Regions from separate parts of the Sus scrofa genome. Here region 1 is linked to region 2. Evidence: chromatin contacts called from public HiChIP or PLAC-seq data. All regions are on one chromosome and are shown on one strand. Each heading gives the region's core, a stretch centred on a gene start, on an enhancer-like site or on the middle of the called end of the contact. The rest is flanking DNA. Distances are from core to core; before and after follow the strand shown.

The links. HiChIP or PLAC-seq counts read pairs in DNA pulled down with a chosen protein or histone mark.
Region 1: an H3K27ac HiChIP or PLAC-seq map of skeletal muscle shows a contact between it and region 2. The contact joins two enhancer-like sites. A contact is called at or near these places in 1 of 5 promoter capture datasets (fetal liver), 7 of 47 Hi-C or Micro-C datasets (embryonic fibroblasts, mesenteric adipose tissue, omental adipose tissue and 3 more) and 1 of 2 datasets of contacts at active chromatin or transcription factors (skeletal muscle).

Annotation. Positions count from the first base shown.
Region 1 is chr2:48,681,571-48,685,440 of Sscrofa11.1, forward strand. No RefSeq gene overlaps it. Among named protein-coding and RNA genes, the nearest start is that of EIF4G2, 17 kb to the left of the region's middle. Within about 2 kb of position 1,546, at least 23 of the 83 cell types and tissues checked have an H3K27ac peak or open chromatin away from gene starts, as enhancers often do. A contact at or near this core is called in skeletal muscle, where this site is marked.
Region 2 is chr2:48,470,389-48,473,824 of Sscrofa11.1, forward strand. No RefSeq gene overlaps it. Among named protein-coding and RNA genes, the nearest start is that of ZBED5, 150 kb to the right of the region's middle. Within about 2 kb of position 1,268, at least 7 of the 83 cell types and tissues checked have an H3K27ac peak or open chromatin away from gene starts, as enhancers often do. A contact at or near this core is called in skeletal muscle, where this site is marked.

The DNA.
Region 1 (3,870 bases), core at 296-2,795, 210 kb after region 2:
CCAACATTTCCTCTTCAGGGTTCCAAACCAAAAAGCCTGTGCACTTCTTTATCTTCCTCTTACTCTCCACCAATTCACCATGTGTTATCTTCCATCATGGCTCTTGAAGCCCTTCTCTCCATGTTTCATCACTGCACCACCCTGGTCCAAGCACCATCGTCTCATGCCTGAGTGACCACCATAGGTTTCCACATGGTCTCCCTGCCTTTCCTCTTGCTCTTGCTCATTCTCCACATTGCCATCAGAGCAGTCTTCTATAAAAGTCTGATCCTTCCTCTGCCCTTCAGGAGCTCCCAGTTTTCTTCAGACTAAGATGCAATTCTTAATCTAACAGTCAAGGCCCCAAGTCATCTACTGTGTGCCCCCTTTTACATTCTTTTTATTTTCAGGCCTTTGCACAGGCTGTTCCTCTGCCTGGAATATTGCTGTTCTTAGTGTTAAACCCACCTCTCTGTGCCCTTCATCTAGCTTATTTATTCTTCCTCATCCTGTGCCTGAATGTCCCATGTTGGAAAACCTACATTTTTCTGCCAAGGCTGTGAGGGTTCTTCACTACAAAGAACAAATTAAGCCAAAAGGGAATTTTGGAGCTTGGGGGATCCACAGAAAGCACAGAGAACCATTTTTAAAAATGAATGGGGAGTTCCCGTCGGGGCACAGAGGAAATGAATCCGACTAGGAACCATGAGGTTGCGGGTTCAATCCCGGACCTTGATCAGTGGGTTAAGGATCTGGCGTTGCCGTGAGCTGTGGTATAGGTCACAGATGCAGGTCAGATCCTTTGTGGCTGTGGCTGTAGTGTAGGCTAGCAGTTCAGCTCTGATGCGACCCTTAGCCTGGGAACTCCCATACACTGAGGTGTGGCCCTAAAAAGCAAAAAAATAAAAAATCCTTGACTTTTTCCTCAGTTGTGGCTGTCCCGGCCTTAAGATTTCCCAGTGCCTCCAATTTAATTACAAAGCACCCAGTTCACCAGACATTAGTCATTCATTTGTACGTACACAAGTGAGCACCTCATCTGTGCCAGCGCCATCTCAACCCTCAGGGAGCCCACTGTCCAGCGGGGGAGCAGACAGGACCAGAACCCGTGGCCCTGGGGCAGGTGGACACACTGAGATGGGAGCAAGGAGCCACCTGAACTGAGAGGAGGAAACATCCTGGAAGAAGTTGAGACTTTTAAGAGTCACTTTCCTGGCAAACATTTGAGGGAGGGCTTTCCAGGCACAGGCAGGGAACCCAATTCCGCCTTCCTCTTGGCTCCACAGAGCTTATGTCTCCAACTCTACAGCAGGACGAAGTCCATGCGACCCTTCTGAATGAGGGTTCATCCTGCAGCTGCTGGAGGACAGCAGCTGTGCAGCGGGGCCAGGAGGATAGGGAGTCAGAAAGCTCTTTCCCACTGATCTCAATAGAATTTGAGACAGCCTTCCTAGTAGCAGCCTCCAGAGAGAGCCAGGGTTCTCCTGAAAGGGACTTCTGAGCACAGAGCAGAGAGGAGCAGCAAGAGGACACTGAAGTCACACACGCTGCCCAGACCGCAGGCTGTCCTCCCAGCCTCCCTACCTGGACTTAGTCCAGGAGGTTGGCCAAGGACAAGGCCACCCATTAGGCCTTGGATGGGATGCTGTCTCTCTAGCACCCTCTGCTGGCTCCCAGGAGAAGATCCCTTTGGCCCAAGGATACAAGTGTCCTTGTCCCATAGAAAGGCAGCAAGGACCTATTGAACATGCTGATCAATGGGAAAAGGGACAGTGAGAGTTTTGGCATCATCTGTGAATGATGCAATGATGTTGACTGATAAGCAGAGAATCCTTGGGCTGCTCAGGTCTGCATGGGACATGCTGAGTCACAGACCAGAGCCTGCAGAGCCAGCTCCCTCAGTAATTATTTCCATGAGCTTAGGCCAATCGCTTTACCTCTCTGGGTTTCATTTGCCTTATCTGTGAAATAACTTGGTTTGTCCATGTCCTAGAGTCGCTGCAAGGAGCCAGATCGACACATAATGAAAAACAGCGTTGGATAGGTGTGGGATTGCTCTACAAGTCCATTCAGCTCATAAATATTTATTAAGTCCCAACTATGTGCCAGGCACTACTCCAGTGAATGAGACAAAGCCTCCTTTTGGAGCAAACAATCTGGGTGACAGAGAATAAGCATATATACAGTGTCAGTAGTAGAAAGTGCTCATAGAGAAATCAACAGAACAAGAGATGAGGAGTGCTGTGAATGCCACTTGAAATAGGGTATTCAGGGAAGGTCTTAAGAAGTGACCTTTGAGCAAAGATCTAAATAAAGCGAGGGAATGAACTAAGCAGATATGTGGAAGAAGACGGGAAGCAAAGCCAATGGCCAAGATGGGAACACACGTGGAGTGCCTGAGGGTCAACACAGGAGTCAGGGCGGCTGAACAAAGAGGCGCCTGAGGCTGGAGGGGCAGGCAGGGGAGACACGTAGTTGGACATAGTAATGACTTTGGTTTTTATTCTAAAGGTAATGGACGCCCTTTGGAGAATTACTATTATTATTAATGATATCAATAACTCATTAATACTCCAGTGCTATACTACGGCACAGCATATCATTATTCTAGCTAACATTTCTCAAGAAATTTAGTATATATTCTCAAGCATTTAGTATATGCCAGGCTGGACTAGGTACATCGATCATTCCAGTTTCCCAGGCGCCTTGAGGCAGGTACATTGCCATCTCTATTTTATCGATGAGGCTCAGTGAAATTGAGCATCTTGCCCAAGATCTTTCATTTGTTCATTGAGTGGTTGGGGCACCTTCTACATGCTCTTTGGAAGGGCTAGGACAGAGTTTTAAGTCACAAGGCTGTGATTCTTACCCGGCACTCAACCCAAGAGCCAGCCCTCATCACTAAGATATACCGCTGTGCATTAAGGGGTCAAAGAGGAGGAAAGGAAGGGAGAGACACGTCCCAGCAGCAATGACCCCCTCCATCCTGGGGGTGTGCAATCAAAGCCAGATGAGCCCATGAGGGCAGAGGCGTGCTTCTGAGCCTCGGACCTAGGACCTGAGGTGAGGAGCTGGAAGCCTCCAAGTCCCCCATGATGGGTCGACCTGTGTCTCCCTCAAAGATAGTTGGTGTCCAAAAAAAAAAAAGGAGTTCCTATGTTCCTGTAGTGGCGCAGTGGAAACAGATCCGACTAGGAAACATGAGGTTGTGGGTTCAATCCCTAGCCTCGCTCAGTGGGTCAGGAATCCAGCATTGCCATCAACTGCTGGTGTACGTCAAAGACTTGGCTCAGATTTGGCATTGCTGTGGCTGTGGCTGGCAGCTATAGCTCTAATTGGACCCCTAGCCTGGGAACCTCTATGTGCCTCAGGTGTGGCCCTAAAAAGCAAAAAAAGAAAAAAGAAAAGAAAATAGGAGTTCCCGTCGTGGCGCAGTGGTTAACGAATCCGACTAGGAACCATGAGGTTGTGGGTTCGATCCCTGGCCTTGCTCAGTGGGTTAAGGATCCGGCGTTGCTGTGAGCTGTGGTGTAGGTTGCAGACGCGGTTCGGATCCTGCGTTGCTGTGGCTCTAGCGTAGGCCAATGGCTACAGCTCTGATTCGACCCCTAGCCTGGGAACCTCCATATGCCGAGGGAGCGGCACAAAGAAATAGCAAAAAGACAAAAAAAAAAAAAAAAAAAAAAAAAAAAAAAGAAAAAGAAAAAGAAAAAAAGAAAATAGTTGGTGTCCTGACTCTAGGTCCCTGCCCATGTGACCTTATCTGGAAATCAGGTCTTTGCAGGTGTCATCAAATTAATGAGGTCAATACAGGGTCCTACCACAGAGCACAGGGAACTAGACTCAACATCCTGTGATCAACCATAACTGAAGGGAATGTGAAAAAGAATG
Region 2 (3,436 bases), core at 18-2,517:
ATGAATCCTAGTCAGGTTCGTTAACCAATGAGCCAAGAAGGGAACTCCTGGAAATATTTAATTCTTCAAGGTCAGGAAAGCATAGTGTAATCCTAGTCCTTTCCAATTAGCCCATTAGTCATTTTGGCTAAAATGACATGAGATGGTTTAGTATACAGCATGGCTATGTGGTACTGTGACCAGAGCTCTAAACTGGGAGCCAGAAGACCTAGGTGTGGGTTCAAACTCTAGCACTAACTGCTGTGTGACCTTGGGCAAGTTGTTTACACTCTCTGGGCCCCAGTTTCCTCATCTGACCCAGTAAGATTAACATACAGGCTCTCCAAAGGCACTGCAGACTGTGACATTATATAGTATTGTGGGTTATGAGAGTGGCTACAGAGCCAGGGTGCCTGAGTTTATGCCCTAGTTCTGCCATTTACCAGCTATATGACCACAGGTAAGTTACTTCAGTTTTCTAAGCCTCCTTTCCTTTTCTGTAAAATGGATATAATACTAGTACTTATCCCATAGGATTCTTAGGGGGATTCAGTGAGAAACCTGGCACACAGTAAATTCCCAATAGTTGGGGTGTTGCTTTTGTTGTTGTTTTTATTACTGAGTACCAACCTGAATCTAGCCTCAACTATCAATAATAAAATTAGCTGCTTTTGAGACAATCAAGACATGGAGGCTTTCTGCCTCCAAATGTTCCTCTGGCAGAGGTTATCTGCAGTTTGAGGCCCCTCATAGCATGAATGGGGGATGTACCCATGTCCCCCAGAAGACCCAGAAGAGACAGGGACTTTGATTCAGAGGCAATTTGGTGCTGATAGTTTGCATGAACATCTGGAAGTGTTTCCTAGGCAGAACCCAGAAGAGCTCTCTTTCCAGAGGCACAGCCCACACTCTCACCAGCTCTGAATAATCCACGGGGTGGGGAGAGGCCAGGAGGCTCCAAGGCATTTCACAGGGTTCCTTCCAGGCTGTGCTAGAGGGGCAGCTCCTGGCTATGCGGCCCCTCCCTGCCCCACCAGGGTCTCCGCCAGAAGGTGAGCCATCTCCCTCTTCCGTGAAAGGCCTTTCTTCCTCTGGAAAAGGCCCATCGAGATGGCGGTGGGAAAAAGTGAAGAGCTGTCATGCTTCTGGCATTGCTGACCAACTGGCCTTTGAACACAAGGGAAGAAATTAAAATTCCTAATCGTCTTTTCCGGAGGCTTAGCACTGCCCATTGAGGTGGTTCCAGGACAAGGCTTAAATGGCTTTATGGGCACTGCTTCTTTGCTCTTGCTAATTTACCATGTGCCTAAAATAGCTGGAGGGAGGCCTATAAATGGCAATGCTATTTTCCTGGCCTGGGATCTCAGTTTATTGGATGGTGAGACAAAAGTTGGAACTGGATTACTGAAGAAGCTGGTACAGGAGGATATGGCTGAGATATATGGAAAAGAACTTGCTCATACTGAAGCCCAGAAGTCAATGGACTGGCCGCCCTAGTCACAGCAGCTCTGGACAGCCACAGACTCTCACACTGAGACCTGCCCAGCTCACCCCTAGGAGGAAAGGGGCCAAGCTGCACATGCCCAGCACCTCGTCCCAAACACACCAGTCAAGGCCGAAGCCAGGAAGGTTATACTAACTTGTCCTCCACATGGAAGGGAATGTCAGAAATGGTGAATAAGTATTCTTTCCAACAGCCTCCTGCCTACTTTGCCAAATCCTACCCACCTTCCACACTCAGCTCCTGGGCCTTCCTTTGGGACTCTGGTCCATGTCTGTGGCTGTGTTCCACTGAAGTGAAGGATTGTCGAGGGCCAAAACAGTCTTCATCCTTGCAGTGACTCAGAGTGTAGGCTGTGTGACTCTGCCATTTACTAGCTGTGTGGCTTTGTGCGAGTTACTTAACCTCTGTGGGCCTTAAGTTCCTTTTCTGTAAATGATGCAGTAATAGTGCCTACCTTCTGGGGTGTTGTGAAGATTATTTGAGATAATTGTTAGAACAGTGCCTGAGCTATACTTCGTGATGCTGATGGCGAGGATGATGATTGTGGTGATGGTGGTGATGTTGGTGATGGTGAGATGAGGATGATGTGATGATAATGATGATCCGTGTGGCCAACATTTGGCAAAGGCCCACTTATGGGAGGAGATAAAATGGGGGACAAAAAGAGAGTGCCCTGCCTTGTGTCCCTTGCTTGAACAGCCTGGCTCCCACAGGTGTTCTGGTAGCTACCCACCTTTATCTATAGCCTTCTCCATGCCAGGGCCCTGGGCCTCACGAGGACTCATGTATCCCAAGGACCAGCAGCCACAGCAGGTAAAGATGAGGACATCGCAAAGGATATTGTCCCTGACCTGCTAGTCCATCTCCCCTGGACCAGAATATGTAGCTCCAACAAAAGAAATGAGAGAAGAGCCTTGAGATCCCTATTGCCTATGAATGATGACATTGCCCAAGACAGAGACCTGGAACACCTGTCCCCCAAGTCCCAAAATCTGCTCCCTGCTGAGAAGTTCCAGGGGCCCAGAATGGGATAGCTGAAACCCAGTCCCCTCACTGAGCTGGAGGGCTGGGGGCCTTGGGGGCCCTCCTATAGAAAGAGCTGTCATGGCAGCATCACATTTTCCTGACAGAACCTCTGAAGTTGTTTTTGACAACAGGAAAGCCAATAACCTGGGGACCAAAGTTGAAATCTGGGCCAGCCTGGACCAGCTCCAGGCCAGCCCCAGCCCTAGTCCTAGACCAAAGGCATCCCTGGACCTAGCCCAGGCCTGAGGCTTCTCAACCAGGCCCGGCACCAAACTCCCTCCCAAGTTCTAACAGACTCCTGGGCCTGCTGGGTGGGTTCACACATCTGGGCCCCACCAGCCCAGAATCACCAGGCAATTAAACTTGCCTTTTATTGTGGCCTTGAGAGTGATAAACAAGCAGGCCTGACATACGGGTCATTCCTGAGACTCCTGCTTCATTGCTTTTAAGGGCCCCTTGGTGGTAAAGAATTTCAAAGCCGCTAACGCCACAGTATATTAAAGTGGAATAAATTCCTCTGAATGGTCCTCAGGTGAGAACCAGCGCTTAGCAATTGCCTCTCTTATTCCTCTTGAAGGACCCAAGACTGACCTCTGGTGGTCTCTAAGACCAGCTGAAGTCCAGCCTTCCCCGTGTCCATCCTCTAGACTCTTCCCGGTCTGACTCTCTCCCTCCCCCCACCTTCTCTCTTGTCTCCTCTCTTCCTCCCCCGCCCCATCCTCTCCCCCCACCCCAGTTTTGGTCCTTCACTCTTTCTGTGTATATCTGTATATATGTGTCTTTCTGTGTATTTCCCTCTCTCCTCCCCCGTGAGACTCCCAAACCCTCAGAAATGTAGGTGTGATGGGATTTTATTTTATTTTGTTGTCTTTTTGTCTTTTTAGGGCCACATCCACAGCATATGGAGGTTCCCAGGCTAGGGGTCTT